3 separate regions of the Mus musculus genome follow, and regions 2 and 3 are each linked to region 1. A link is a contact called in public HiChIP or PLAC-seq data. All regions are on one chromosome and are shown on one strand. The core of a region is the stretch at or near the end of the contact, and the rest is flanking DNA. Distances in the headings are between cores, read along the strand shown. Region 1 holds the start of Actbl2 (actin, beta-like 2). Region 2 has its middle 5.4 kb from the start of Gm32990. Region 3 has its middle 40 kb from the start of Gm33172.

Region 1 (4,903 bases), core at 1,639-4,138:
TAACTTTACGGGAGCGAATGTAGGAGGCCCAGGCTGAACATGAGTAACACGGGGATGAGCAGGCCGTATGCAGGGAGAGTGATGCTCTTGGAATCACACTCTCGTGGGCAGGAGTGAGGGAAATAACAGGAAAGCCAAAACACAAGCATGTCGCCATCTTACTTTAATGAAATTAAATGAAAAGCAAGCTTTGTAAAAGAAAGCACATCTGCAGATGGAACAACTGCAGCAGCATGCCTGCTCAGTTGATAAAGGAAATAAAAGAATAATCAAGGTATTGGGAACGTTCTATTTTAATCAAGGTTCCAAATTCACATGTCTAAACACAAGAGCTTTCCAAACTAATATGAAAGAGAAGGGATTCCTTCCTCCCACGTGTCTAACAGTATCTTCATGAGCAAATAAGCAGATGAATATCTTAACTTTTTAGAAAAAGACATGAAAAATGCAAATTACCCTGATAACCAAATGATGAGAAATCACAGCATAGATGGAAACAGATATGGTCATTCTAAAGATTTGTTGTTCAGTCACCACTGGGTCCACTAAATCATCTCAAACATTGTAGGAAGAAACCCTAATATGTTTTTTGAGAAGCTAACATTTCAGAGACACGTTTGTACACACGTGTTGCCAGTCGTTGGATGTCATAAAATGAAGAACGACAACCAAATCTCCCAAGAGCACACCTGAGGCTACTGAACTTCTACTCTAGTTCCCTGCTTGCAAGGATGCTGCTGCTGCGCTTCCCATAGCAACATCCTTGCATATGAGGAATACCCAGAATCACGGCCAACAGATATTACTCAAGACACATTATTAGGCTGAGAGATATCGATAAAATTATTCTTGTCACTCTGTGGCAGAACAAAATTAACTCGATACAACAATATCTTTCTGTGTAAACAGTTAGGCATCGTCTGTAGGTCTGCTGTTTCGTGAGTCTGATGAAGTCCAGGAACTAAGTCATGACCAACAGATCTTTACCTTGACTTGAAAAGTTATTTGATTTATACACACTAATCGAATGGTAACTGTTTAGTTATGCTTATGTGATAAGTCAATTCCTTGAAATACAGAGCTGATAAGACGTTGACTAGAGAATAAAAACAAGCACATAAGTTGCTCAGTCAGCCAAGTACATTATTATGGTTTAAGATGTAATATTTTACTTTCCTGATGCATATGTGGATACAGATGATTGACTTGTATAATTCGTTATATCCATAGAAAGAAGTAAATAAATAAAGGGACTAAGACATAGTTGCTAAACTTTTGTATTGCAGATTTGTAGAGTGTTTTTGACCATTTCAGCAAGAGCTCTATATAAGGCTTGCAAATTGTATTCAGCCTGAAATTATATTCTCATGATCTTACTCCTTGTCACATATTTTCATGTAAGCAAGCCCACATTTCTTTGAGCCCTACAGGCATAAAAAAACGGAATATGATATCAGAATTCCCTCAGCTGATAAAAATCACAGTGTGGTTAGCTGTGTCCTAGCCCTGGATACTTGGATGGTGACGCAGATTTCCTGGCTTGTACACTCAATAAGAAGTCAATGATTTACCTTCAGTGTCCTGGGTGAGGTGGGGTACCATCATTATGACCCAGGAAAAGGGACACGGTAGCTTACCTAGAAGCATTTTCTATGAACAATGGGAGGTCCAGCTTCGTCATATTCCTGCTTACTGATCCACATCTGCTGGAATGTGGACAGGCTGGCGAGGATGGAGCCCCCAATCCAAACCGAATACTTGCGTTCTGGGGGAGCTATGATCTTAATTTTCATGGTACTTGGTGCCAAGGTTACAATTTCCTTCTGCATCCTGTCGGCAATGCCTGGGTACATGGTACTGCCTCCAGACAGCACAGTGTTGGCAAATAAATCCTTACGAATATCTACATCACACTTCATGATCGAGTTGAAGGTTGTCTCATGGATGCCTCTGGATTCAATGCCTAGAAAGGAAGGCTGGAAAATGGCTTCTGGGCACCGGAAGCGTTCATTTCCAATGGTGATCACCTGCCCATCAGGGAGCTCATAGCTTCTCTCTAGTGAGGATGAAGCGGCTGCAGTGACCATCTCCTGCTCAAAGTCCAGGGCCACGTAGCACAACTTTTCTTTGACATCCCGCACGATCTCCCTCTCTGCTGTGGTGGTGAAGTTATAGCCTCGTTCTGTCAGAATCTTCATGAGGTAATCAGTCAGGTCCCTACCTGCCAGATCTAGTCGTAGAATGGCATGAGGCAGAGCGTAACCTTCATAGATAGGCACAGTGTGAGTGACCCCATCCCCAGAATCCATCACGATACCTGTAGTCCTTCCGGAAGCATAGAGGGATAGCACGGCTTGGATTGCTACATACATGGCAGGTGTGTTGAAAGCCTCGAACATTATCTGAGTCATCTTTTCCCGGTTGATTTTGGGGTTAAGGGGTGCCTCGGTGAGAAGAATAGGATGTTCATCCGGTGCTACCCGGAGCTCATTGTAGAAAGTGTGGTACCAGATCTTCTCCATATCATCCCAGTTGGTGACGACTCCGTGTTCAATGGGATACTTCAAGGTCAAGATGCCTCGCTTGCTCTGGGCCTCATCTCCCACATAACAGTCCTTCTGGCCCATGCCTACCATGACCCCCTGGTGTCGTGGACGACCAACCATGGAGGGGAACACAGCACGGGGGGCATCGTCACCCCCAAAACCTGCCTTGCACATCCCTGACCCATTATCTACTACCAAAGCAGTCAGCTCATCGTCAACCATGGTTGCTGGCTGGGATCTTCCAGATGGGTGAACAAAAGTTCAATAGAGGTGAGTTCTAGACTATGATGTGCGAGACAGAGAATGGGTACTCAGAACACTTCAGAACTGCCCTCAGAGAAGAGAGCCTGGACCTCGAGCACAGGTATTTAAAGGAAGACTCCGACTCCACCCATGTCCTACCCCACCAGTTCCCAGCATTTCTGGGCGGGGCTACCTTTGAGGTGCTAATAATGATGATAATTACAGAAATCATTAGTAGGCCTCTTTCATAAAGAGAAAACTGGCTACCAAGTGGCTAAATCTCAGGGTGCTGTAATTAGGCAACCCACACACTGCTTCCGGGTCTGCTTGGTGAGGTCTCTAGATTTCTATGTGATGCAGAGGGAATGTGAGAGAGAACTAGAGATGGAGTCTGTGCTCCTGCTCCGTGGACTGCTCCTCTTAAGCGCGCACTCTGACGGCGCTTAGCCTTGACTTTCCAGTTTTGATATATTACTCATAGGAAGGGCCTGATACTGTATTTATTTTTTTTAAGTTTTTCTTTCTCATTATTAGAAGATGTCATCACGATAGAAGCTGTTTTAATGAAAGAAAATAACGAGTGGCCTCGGGTGGCCTAATGGCTTTAATCAGAATATACTTTGTGCCATGAAAAATGTAGAGCTATTTAACTGACCTCAGATCTGCCAGCCACAAGTAAAAGCAAGAGGGTGATCAATAAAGTAAACCACTATACATTTTTTTCTGACAAACTATCTAATAGCCACATTATATTCTTTATATTTTCTAATAACCAAATTTATTATCATGCATTGACATTGTTCGTAGGTTTACCAAGCCCATGTTGACTGCACAAAGGCATAATGCCAATGTTTTTGAGTGATTTATTTGTTTTTCAAAAATTTTTTTATTAGATTTTTTCTTTTTTAAAAAATTTTTATTAGATATTTTCTTCATTTACATTTCAAATGCTACCCCCTTTCCTAGTTTCCTCTTTGAAAGTCCCCTATACCCTCCCCTGCCCTGCTCCCCAGCCCACCCACTCTCACTTCCTGGCCCTGGCATTCCCCTGTACTGGGGCATATAAAGTTTGCAAGACCAAGGGCCTCTCCTCCCACTGATGGCCGACTAGGCCATCCTCTGCTACATATGCAACTAGAGACACATCTCTGGGGGGTACTGGTTAGTTCATATTGTTCCTCCTCCTATAGGATTGCAGACCCCTTTAGCTCCTTGGGTACTTTCTCTAGCTCCTTCATTGGGGGCCCTGTGTTCCATCCAATAGATGACCGTGAGCATCCACTTCTGTATTTGCCAGGCAGTGGCATAGCCTCACAAGAGATATTAGGGTCCTGTCAGCAAAATCTTGCTGGCATATGCAATAGTGTCTGGTTTTGGTGGCTGATTATGGGATGGATCCCCAGGTGGGGCAGTCTGGCTATTATAAATAAGGCTGCTATGAACATAGTGGAGCATGTGTCCTTATTACAAGTTGGAACATCTTCTGGATAAATGCCCAGAGAGGTATTGCTGGATCTTCCAGAAGTACTATGTCCAATTTTCTGAGGAACCACCAGCCTGATTTCCAGAGTGGTTGTACCAGCTTGCAATTCCACCAACAGTGGAGGACTATTCCTCTTTCTCCACATCCTCGCCAGCATCTGCTGTCAACTAAATTTTTGATCTTAGCCATTCTGACTGGTGTGAGGTGGAATCTCAGGGTTGTTTTGATTTGCATTTCCCTGATGATTAAGAATGTTGAACATTTTTTTTCAGGTGCTTCTCAGCCCTTTGGTATTCCTCAGTTGAGAATTCTTTGTTTAGCTCTATACCCCATTTTTAAATAGGGTTATTTTTAAAATACAAATAAAATACAAATTTTAATATACAAATTATGATAATCTTATTTTCAATAAATTTTTATAAAATAGTTGAGCTACACAACAATAAACAAACTAAATGATAAGATAAAATTTTAAATTATATATTTGCGTACATATTGATCTTTTAAATAACTAGATCTTCAAGATGCATGTATTTTTTTTTTTTATGGCATCAAGTCCATTTGTAGTTGTTAACATGACACAATTGGTACAGTATTGCTCTCCTCTTTTTTAATGATTTATTATACCGAC
Region 2 (4,903 bases), core at 1,373-3,872, 690 kb after region 1:
CATTAAAATTCAGATTTGTCACATCCCTGCTACCCTCCTGAAATTTCTTTCCCTCGCTAAGTACTCTGCAAACAGGCATTTTCAAATATAAAGGACTAATGATTAATAAGTAAACAGAAGCAGTATGACCTTACACACATCACGGTGGCCTTGTTTTGCCTGATTTATTTAGGCATTTGGAAAATGAATAAATGAATTTTAAATAGCATCTGCTAAGATGGCCTTGGACAGAATTAGAAAGCCACAATTTCTGTGGCGAACAGAATCCAGGCATCCTCTCTTACACCAACCTCGCTCTCCAGCTTTCTCAGCCTCTCCCCCTCCTCTGGCATCATTTCTCCATCTCCCAGAGAAGGATTTGAAATGTCCACACTAAGCTGCTGAAGGGTGGAGGTTTTTACTTCCCAAGGATCACTGCTTTGGGGACGATTGAAGGCCAAGAGCAGAATGTGGGGCGTTTTGTACTGGATTCAGTCTCCTGCCTCCACCCTGGGCCTACCTCACCATCCTCTCATGAACACTTGCCATCCAGTCCAAGTGAGGCAAAGTATGTATCTTCCTTAAGCTTGTTTCCTCAAAACTAAAATGGGGATAAAATCTTACTACACTTATAGACTTGCTATGAGACTTTAATGAGAATATTCAAAGCACCCTGTGCTGGGTATGTAGCTGTTATTATAGTTCATGAATAGTAGCTGTTATAATGCCAGCTGTTTCCAACAGCAACAACAAGGAATAACTGTGACCCTATCCCTGAGTAAAGTTCCAACCATTCTGCAAACTACAGGTGGGATCTGATGATGTCATCACCCTCTTATCAAACTTTGTTTTTTTTTTTTTTTTTTTTTTTTTTTAATCAAACGTTTGGTTTTTTTTTTTTTTAACAAGCTTTGTTTCTCTCAAGATTTTGGGTTATTTCCTGAAAAATTGATATATATGGCTGACAGAAATGACTTAGGAAGTTTTAGGACTCACCAGAAGGGAACTGTTTTGAATCTAATTTACTGAAACAGCCAAGTTGCAAAACTGAGTTTGTAAACAGAACTCAACCATTCCCCATTCCGCCCTAATGGTCTTAACTTGTAATCTCCAAAGATGCTCCTTGCTAGCTATTCTGCTCATCTCTACAGACAGAAAGCACCTTCTAAAATCATTCTATAAATGTGAGTTTACAAAGTTTGTTGACAGAAATATCGGACTCAATTTTTTTTTCTACTCAGTCACGTGGGCGCAAGTGGAGCCCGGGAATCTGGACGATTAGGCACGCGTTTAGGCTTACAAGTCCTCGAGTACAGAGATAGGACAAAGGTTCTGATCTACAGGTGACTCGCATCGTTTCCCAAGCTTGAAAGTGCTTGTTCTGCAGCCATCCGTAGAGTTGCGATCTACCGTTATCAACTGAGAAAATCATCTCTAAGTGCTGTTGTTCAGAGCTCTTCCCCTCTGGGCCCGGCTCTCCTGACAGCACCTGCTGGCTGACTGAGGAGGAAAGGTCACGAGAAAGTAAACAGGTCCACAGTCATTTCCTGCGCCATCCTGATCTTGTCCTTCGAGATGGATGGCAGGCTGCAGCTGAGCCTGTTATTAATAGCACACAGACGTAGCTGGGTGGTACCCACGAGCCCTAGCATAGGATGTGGTTTGATTATCTGCTGTTGGCCCTGCCCAGGAGCTGACTCCCACATTGGGCCTAGGCTTACTCTCATACCCTTCCTGTCACAGACTCTCATCTCTGGCTGTCTTTCTGTCCTTGAGGTCAGGCAAGAATCTCTTAAAGTTGACTTTCTGCTATTTTTATTGCAGAAAACACCGTATCAAGCTGATTTCATACTGCATTTGGTTTTATATACTTTTTCAAATCACATTCAACCTTATTTGAGGGGGCTCTAAGTTGGGGTGCATCCTTCACTGTTGGATTCTCACCAACATGGAATCCTTAGACTGGTATCAGGTATATGATTATTTCAATCTATAGCTGACCAAAGGGCCAAGTTTGTCAAAACACTATTTCCAGCTAAGTTCACCACCAGAGACATTGAAAGAAACCCATATGTAGCCTTCTCTGATCACCCAAATGTTTCTTGTCAATTCACAAGCTGTGACAAAGCCCAGAAGAAAAGACATAGACAAAATGTCTATCTGAACAATCCATCTGATATCATATTCTAGAAAATGCCAAAGGATTGTTTAAAAGGGGTAGTATTTGATGGTGATATCATGATTTTTCTTTTGTTTCTTCCATCAATTACAGACTCTAAGAAAATCTCCAAAGTGTCTCCAATGGAAATGCTAAATCACAAAAGAAACTTAGTAGCTGACTTGGTTAAAAATGTCTAAATATCACTTAACAAGAGGGACTGTGGGACTGTGGTGTGTGTGTGTGTGTGTGTGTGTGTGTGTGTGTGTGTGTGTGTGTGTGTGTGTGTGTGATGTCTTGCACACATTTAGACAGGTGCATATTTAGAAGCTCCAATGAAGGACAAAGGTTGTCCCTGTGTCTCAGACTTTCCAACTTTGCTGCCCTTGTATATAAGGGAAGGGCTAGTACAGAACCACTCTCTGCCTCGGGAGGGTAGGAAGATGAGGGAGTCCCCACCCTGTGACCTTATCGGCTGCCTTCAACCGGTGAGAACGGTTATTCCCAGTCCTATTGTTCAGCACTTCCTGATCCTGCTTGTTCCCTCTGACTCACCACACATGAAATCATAGCTAAGAAAGCTTCAAAGGGACTGTGGAAATCCTTAGACACACACTGTTCAAATGATGAATAGTGTCAACCATAGAGGGACTGTAAACAAACCCACGTTTATCATGCAGTTGTGCTATGTGAAGACTTCATCTCCAAATAGAGGCCTGGGGAAGCTTAATCTACTTCTCTTGGGTCAAGACCCCACACATCTCTTCAGTAAAGCTCTAGCAGAATTGAGTTTCTTCTTCTTCTTTGTACGTGGTGTGATTTTGAGCTTTTTTTTTTCTCTATATTTCACTGTCACTTGCCCAGTGTGTCTTTTTCTGCCACGTGACCTGACATAGGTCATTACAGGAAACCTTGCTGAAACACTAAGTTGTAGACAGGAACCTTTCTTGACGTCATGATATATATTTAGCCATGCTTTCTGTCTTTTAAAGGGGTATTCAAATCCACTGTAGCCCCCTCTAGAATACCATGCTGGCATGCTCCTCCAACTCAAAGCATTGGGTAATTTCTTTCCAGGGTAGCAAGGACAAGTTTGAAAGAATCTGGCTTTGCATCCTACCAGCTTACATTCATTTACTGGGTAACATAGCTGACCTTGAATTCACTACGTCATAGGCCAGGCTGTTCTCAAGTTCATGGTCCTCCGGTCTTAGCCTCTCATCTTTAGTAGAAGTATTTCAATGTATTGGGAAATGAAGAAAATAGTTAGGGTTTAAACTGAGCATTGAGGCTGGAGGAACACACTGGTCAAACTAGAGAGTCTCAGAAACAACCAGACTGTACCCAGCTTATAAGATCTGTGGGGGTGGGGGTGGGGGGACAACAAAAAACAAAAACAAATGCCAGCTCACAGCTCTTTCTTTTTATCTTGCTCGTAAGGAGGCAAGAGAGTTTGATTCAATTCCCAGATCACACTGACAAAGAAACTTACTGGACAGGGCCCTCATAGACCCCACCTTTCCCTGAGGGACAATGGTAATTAAAGGTTTCTGGGGAGAAGGTGTCATTTTCTCCAGTGGTGAGTCAGCCCTTGCTCTGGTAAACAACCAGCCATGCTCAGGGTAGAAACTGATTAGACTCAGTGGAGGGCACACAGAACGAAGAGATGAAAGTAGGAGGGCACTAGATGGGGGGGGGGGGATAGGAGAGGGGCGATGAAGAGAGAGGGGGAGGAGGAGAGAAGGTTCCACTACACGATGGACAGGGATTGGAAAAGGGCAAGGAGAAGAAGCAATATGAAGTTAGGGAAATTCATTATATAAATGAATGAAATTGTCAATTTAAATGAAGAACATGCCCCCGGTGGGAGATTAACATCCTTACAAGTCAGGTTTTATTTCTGATGTTTCAGATAAACGAAGAGGAACCCAGGCTCCCTTGTGAAGACCTAGGGTTTGATACCTCCGATGGGCCACGATGGAAATGAAAGCTTAGGAAACAAAGAAAAACCTAAACTAAACTAAAACCAGCTTTGTTTCCTTTATGCACATAGGTCAGTTTCAAAAGTAAGAAAAGGATGCATGGGGTAGCCGCTAGAATCATCGTCCAGTTATGAAGTTCATCTTGTCCATCTCTGGCTATATAGTTCTTAAGAAACCCGAGGAGCGAAATAAGGAAATACGGTGCATTATGCAAAAGAAGTTATGATTAGCTACAACAGCAAGCAGGACCTCAGTCCTAGGCCGATTCTTATCTCATATCAGCAACTAGACATTCAAAGCCAATATCCAACCAGGAACCGCGGAGCAATGGTAAACGGAAGTGCTTAGAGTTCCTGCTTAGAAGCATTGATCGTCAATTCCCTCTGGTTCCTTTGCACAGAATGCAATAGAATGGCCCAGTCTCCATCCATCATTAAGGGGCTAACTTGAGATAATTTAGCTTTCTATGTTAAACATTTTATTTGTGTGTATTATGTGAAGGTGTGTCTGTTTACACAGGTACATTCCAGCCATGTCTCCAGGCTGTATGCCTCCGCGTGCACCAGGCTTGCCAGCCCTGGAGGTTCCTGGGATTTTCTTGTCTTCTTTTCTCAATGTAAGCATGATGCGATTACCCATCCTCACTAATTTATTTGACATTAATTTGCGTTTCGGGATCTACACTCCAGCCTCTAAGCTCGCACAAGTACTTTCACCCACTGAGTCATGTTTAAAAGGAGCCGAAGCAGGCGTTCTCTTACACGGAGAGCGAAGCTTGCCAGGG
Region 3 (4,903 bases), core at 657-3,156, 530 kb after region 1:
GTGTATGTGTGTTTGTGTGTGTGTGTGTGTGTTCTATGGCAGGAGTTTGAAACCTGTGAGCATGGAGGATTGTGGGAACTCAAAGGTTGTGTTGATAGTTTGCAGACAAGGAAGCTAGAGAAAGATAGCCCTTCCTCTCTCCTGTTAACTCAGGAAATCGAGTGTGAGCCACCTGAGAAACAGCACTCCCCTTTGAAGGTGTTGCTAGGAGGAATGGGTGTGGTGGCACAAGCTGCCAACACCAGACAGGAAATATGGGTGGGGAATAGTTAAGATTCCAATACGCCAACTCATTAGGCTGCATAGCACCCATAAGCTCCACTGGGCCATGCATTTTTTGTCTAGAAGCCTCTTATGGGCTCTTGGACTCAAATGTATTTTCCTTGTTTTAATATAAACCAAACGCAAAACCAAGCCAGATTAAAATAATTCTAGAATATTCCTAGGCACACTCGCTGTAGATGAGGTAGCCAGTGGGGATGCAAAACACACCTTACTTCCTTCTCATCCTGGCTGTTCACACAGATAAAAATAAGGAGAGCAACTAGGCACAGACAAAACCTCACCTACTTCTGGGTGGACCCTCCTTTCCTCTGCAAGAAAGAAGCCACATCTGGATCTTCATGAAAGTTGCCCCTACATACCAGTCATCTCATGTTACATTAAAATAGGAGCTACATTTTAAAAAACAAAACAAAACAAAACAAAACCCTAATTCCTAGAACTTCCAGATGTAGTTGTTTTGGGTAACTTCTTTTTTCAAGTACTTGCGTTGGTAGAGAATTTCATTCGCTGATCTCACAGTGAGCCCTGTGTTGATAGAATCCCAGCTTTAAAGCTTCACCTTCTTGTTGCTTTGGAGGAAAAGGGATTCTTTGAGTAGCAAAACCTGACTTTGCATTTCCCAGGCTTTTAGAATACATAAGACGTTGTTTGTTCATCGGTAGCAGAGAGATGGTAAATCGTGCTAACTGGATATACTATGGACAGCATCATAGGAAGGTCTCCCTATTCTATGCAAACCTCCCTGCCTCCAAAGGTTTTAGAAAACTGAACTTTACTTATGTACTAAACTACAGACCTCTGTCATTCAGTATCTCCCTAAAACCAACAAGGTGCAGCTTAGTGCATACTGGACAAGGGAGGTACAGGCTCCTAGTCCAGATGGCTAGGATTGCAGTCCTAGCTTTACAGTGTGCTGGTGGAACAAGTTCAGCCGTGTAATTTAACCTCTCTGTGCCTGCTTTGTGCCTGCAAAAGAAGGGCGGAGGAGTGGGTAATTATAACTATTCTGGCTGCTTTAGAGGTTATGTGAACTAATGCTTATGGAGTCCTTAGAAGACTATGCAACATAGAACAAGCACCCTCAAGTATGAGCTTATTCACACCAAGGCTCCATCTGTGCTCCCTCCCTCCCTCCCTCCCTCCCTCCATGGCAGATTTGTGCCAGCCGAGTCATTAGCACCGTTAAGCAACTTGCCTCTCTCCATGACTTGGGTTCGGCTATAGCTTTGACATCACTGCTCTGCGGTCCCTCTGCTTCCATACTGCATGGACTTTAGGCAGACTCTATAAGAACCAGGAGCTATGAGCAGCATTCGGGACACAAAGTAATGCATTCCAGTTTTGAGGGCACACAGTTTATCAGGGCTTAGATACCACACTTCCTGCCATGGGCTCACGTTTTGAAGACTTTGTCTAGTTTGTAGCTCTAATACTATAAAACTGTTCTTGGGGAGGGAGAGACTTGGCTCGTGGACATAGACTTCTAAGGGTGAGCAGTGTAAATTATGCCCATTGGTTGTCCCAGTCTCCTTTCTCTGCTTCCTGGTTGGCCATATAGCGAATAAGTTCCCACTGTCTCATGCTCTCACTGCAATGGACTGAGTCATCCCTACTGCCTGCATTCCTTGCCCTTACAGACTAGAGACTCTAGGAAACTAAAATAAATTGACCCTTTCCTGCCTTCACCTGTGTCTGTCAGATATTTGCTCACAGATGCACTCATGCATTCCCAAAGGATTAATGTTGGTTTGTCTGTTTATTCTTCAAACTTGTATTTTGGCAACTGGACATATTCAAATTACTACTAAAAAACTCGACAAGTGCGCTGATAAGGTAGCTCAGAAAGTAAAGGAGCTTGCTGCCAAACCCAAAGTACAGAGTTCAATTCCTATGACCCACATTGTATAATTACAAACCCATAGTTGACCCCTTAAATCCATATGCACACTATGGTACACACACACATAGACACACAGATACACACACACACACACACACACACACACACACACAGACACACACACACAGACACAGACACACACACACACAGACACAGACACACACACACACAGACACACACACACACACACACACACACACACACACACAGACACACACACACACACACACACACACAGACACAGACACAGACACAGACATACACACACACACACTAAACATCTATGTAGCAAAATATTTAAAGAAGAACTGTGAGATGTTTTGAATTTGAATATTTAAATTGATTGGTAGCTTGAGGCACAAAACAAAAATAAAGGATAAACTAGTCAGACTCAGCATCAGTCGGCTACTTGATAGCATGCTTACCATTGGTTATCCAAGCACGGGAGTTATTCTGCTTTCCTTAAACTTGGAAAAAGAAACACACTCCTTTTTCTAAAACATTTGTCTCATTAGGGCTGCTGAATCTGGTTTGCATTGATTACAACACTGAGAAGGAGTAGCAGTTAGACTCTTGCAGCGTTAAAGTTAATTTAGGTCCAGATCAGTCCAAGAACTTCTTTTCTATCACGTGGCTGTGATGCTTCATTTTAGTTTTTAAATTTAACTTTAGAAATCTTGCCACTGTGCAGTGAAATCGAAGGACTTGGGGAAACATCCATCCCACATTAAAAAGAAGCCACTGAAATGCTAACCAGGTGGGCAGGGAAGACATCGTGATGTTTCCAAGTCCGGCGCTGAGGGATAACTGGTTCCAGCTCTCCAAGTCCACTCCAAGATTTTGAGTTTCAATTTAAAATTAAACTAGAACTTTCTCTGTATTAAAGGGGGTGGGGAGAAAGCTTAACATCACCCCCCACCCCCATCAAAGCTTAAAACCTTCTGGAACTTCTAATAGTTCACATGAAACATCACAGCAAACAAGATGTAAATGAATAAGAAACAGATGAGTCCCCACGTTCTGGACATACTTACGGATTTTAATTTCAGGAATTCTTGGAGAGAAAAGAGCTAGTGAGATAATAAATTGATCGTGGCTGTATTACATTATCTTATAATCAAAACAATCTTTGCCACTCGAACCTAAGAGGTCTGTTTCCAATGAGTTCTAAAGTTTACAGTTGTTCCAGGATCCTTAGTATTACCACACTGTTAACTTATTTATGAAATAAAAACTTTTGTGCTGCTTTCTAAGGAAGCATGCGTTTCTCGAACAATAATTTTCTTGTTTTTTTTTTTTCTAATTGATTTCACATTCAGTATTGTTCTCCTGTAAAGCATCTAATTATCTACACGTGGTCACCTAAATGATCTGTGGCAGACAACCACAAAGGAATATGCATGCCTAAATTTCTTCCCCAACAGCTGCAAGAAGAAGGCAAGATACAACAATATTTCAATTTATTTCCTTGCATGTACCCACGGTTTTATAATTGTGTGAGGTTTCTGGTGGAAAAATTTAAGATCAGAATCAAGTTGTATATTCTCACACCGAAGGTTTCAAGGGGGGCATTTGCTGACTTTCCTACTGCTCACAAAGTTGGGAAGGAGAATTTGACTTTCAGATTCACTGTGCATGCTCAAATCCAGATGAGTCTAGAAAACAGACTGTGCTACTGAGACCGCGGCTTCTGTGCTTCCTGTGATTAACTGCTGCGCGCGTGCTCATGAATATGTAGAACAAGCGTAAATATACAAGACACCACGAATGCAGGCATGCCCCATGTCTTTGGAACACCAGAGGCTGATTCAAAGTTCCAGAACTTGACTGTCGTGATGAGCTGCACAGTCGCTGCTAACTCCTCATGCAGCAGCCCCTGCTTTAGAATTCAGATAGGACACATCCGAATCAGTTGGAACTAAAGACGAATGTGTGGACATCAGGCCTGAAAGAGCCGTAGCTCTACAGTTCACAAAGAAGGCATCACTCTAGACAATACCTTTTGCCTGCAGGCACGTCTGGGCACCACATATGTTCAGTGCTCACTAAGGGCAGAGGCATGGGATCCCCCGGAATGGCAGGTAAAGAATGTTGTTAGCCACCATGTGAGTTCTGGGGACTGAACCTGAGTCCTCTGGAAGAACAGCCAGTGCTCTCAATCCGTGAGTTCTACTCTAGCCCCTACATAATAGATAGTGGCAATCAGGGAACCTCTCTAGCCAGCCCTGTCTGGCAGCAAAGGCCCTTCAGGCAACCAGCCGACAATAAGACATGTCATTATTAGCTGCCTCTAGGCAGGGCATTCCCATTGCCTCCTCTATGTTCCCACATGTCCCCCGTGTATGTGACACAGTCCCTATAGCCATGTTTTTCCTCCTTCAGTGCCAGCCTCTGTGCCCCTTTGCCCATCCCTTTTGTAAAAATTAGATATTTTCATTATTTACATTTCAAATATTATTCCCTTTCCTGGTTTTCCTTCTGAAAACTACCTATACACTATCCCCTCCCCCTGCTCACCAACCCACCCACTCCCTCTTCCTTGTCCTGGCATTCCCCTACACTGGGGAATCAAGCCTTCAAAAGACTAAGGGCCTCTTCTCTCACTGATGGCCAACAAGGCCATCCTCTGCTACCTATGCAGCTGGAACTACATACAGGTGCATCCATGTGAACTCTTTGGATGGTGGTCTAGTCCCTGGGAGTTCTGGGGGGTACTAG

What was found. HiChIP or PLAC-seq counts read pairs in DNA pulled down with a chosen protein or histone mark.
Region 2: a FOXA1 HiChIP or PLAC-seq map of pancreatic cancer cells shows a contact between it and region 1. The contact joins the enhancer-like site here to the promoter of Actbl2 in region 1. A contact is called at or near these places in 10 of 39 promoter capture datasets (the 3T3-L1 cell line, the HPC-7 cell line, embryonic stem cells and 5 more) and 4 of 115 datasets of contacts at active chromatin or transcription factors (astrocytes, cardiomyocytes, large pre-B cells and 1 more).
Region 3: a contact with region 1 is called in a FOXA1 HiChIP or PLAC-seq map of pancreatic cancer cells. The contact joins the enhancer-like site here to the promoter of Actbl2 in region 1. A contact is called at or near these places in 5 of 39 promoter capture datasets (the 3T3-L1 cell line, embryonic stem cells, frontonasal cranial neural crest and 2 more), 1 of 484 Hi-C or Micro-C datasets (neurons) and 2 of 115 datasets of contacts at active chromatin or transcription factors (bone marrow-derived macrophages and pancreatic cancer cells).

The regions. Positions count from the first base shown.
Region 1 is chr13:111,252,998-111,257,900 of GRCm38.p6, reverse strand. It overlaps Actbl2 (actin, beta-like 2), which reads right to left and starts at 2,888. Exons shown (of 1, transcript NM_175497.3): 1 at 152-2,888. The coding sequence starts at 2,768. The coding sequence ends at 1,638.
Region 2 is chr13:110,560,825-110,565,727 of GRCm38.p6, reverse strand. No RefSeq gene overlaps it. Among named protein-coding and RNA genes, the nearest start is that of Gm32990, 5.4 kb to the left of the region's middle. Within about 2 kb of position 2,622, at least 84 of the 459 cell types and tissues checked have an H3K27ac peak or open chromatin away from gene starts, as enhancers often do. A contact at or near this core is called in hematopoietic stem and progenitor cells and pancreatic cancer cells, where this site is marked.
Region 3 is chr13:110,721,349-110,726,251 of GRCm38.p6, reverse strand. No RefSeq gene overlaps it. Among named protein-coding and RNA genes, the nearest start is that of Gm33172, 40 kb to the right of the region's middle. Within about 2 kb of position 1,906, at least 36 of the 459 cell types and tissues checked have an H3K27ac peak or open chromatin away from gene starts, as enhancers often do. A contact at or near this core is called in pancreatic cancer cells, where this site is marked.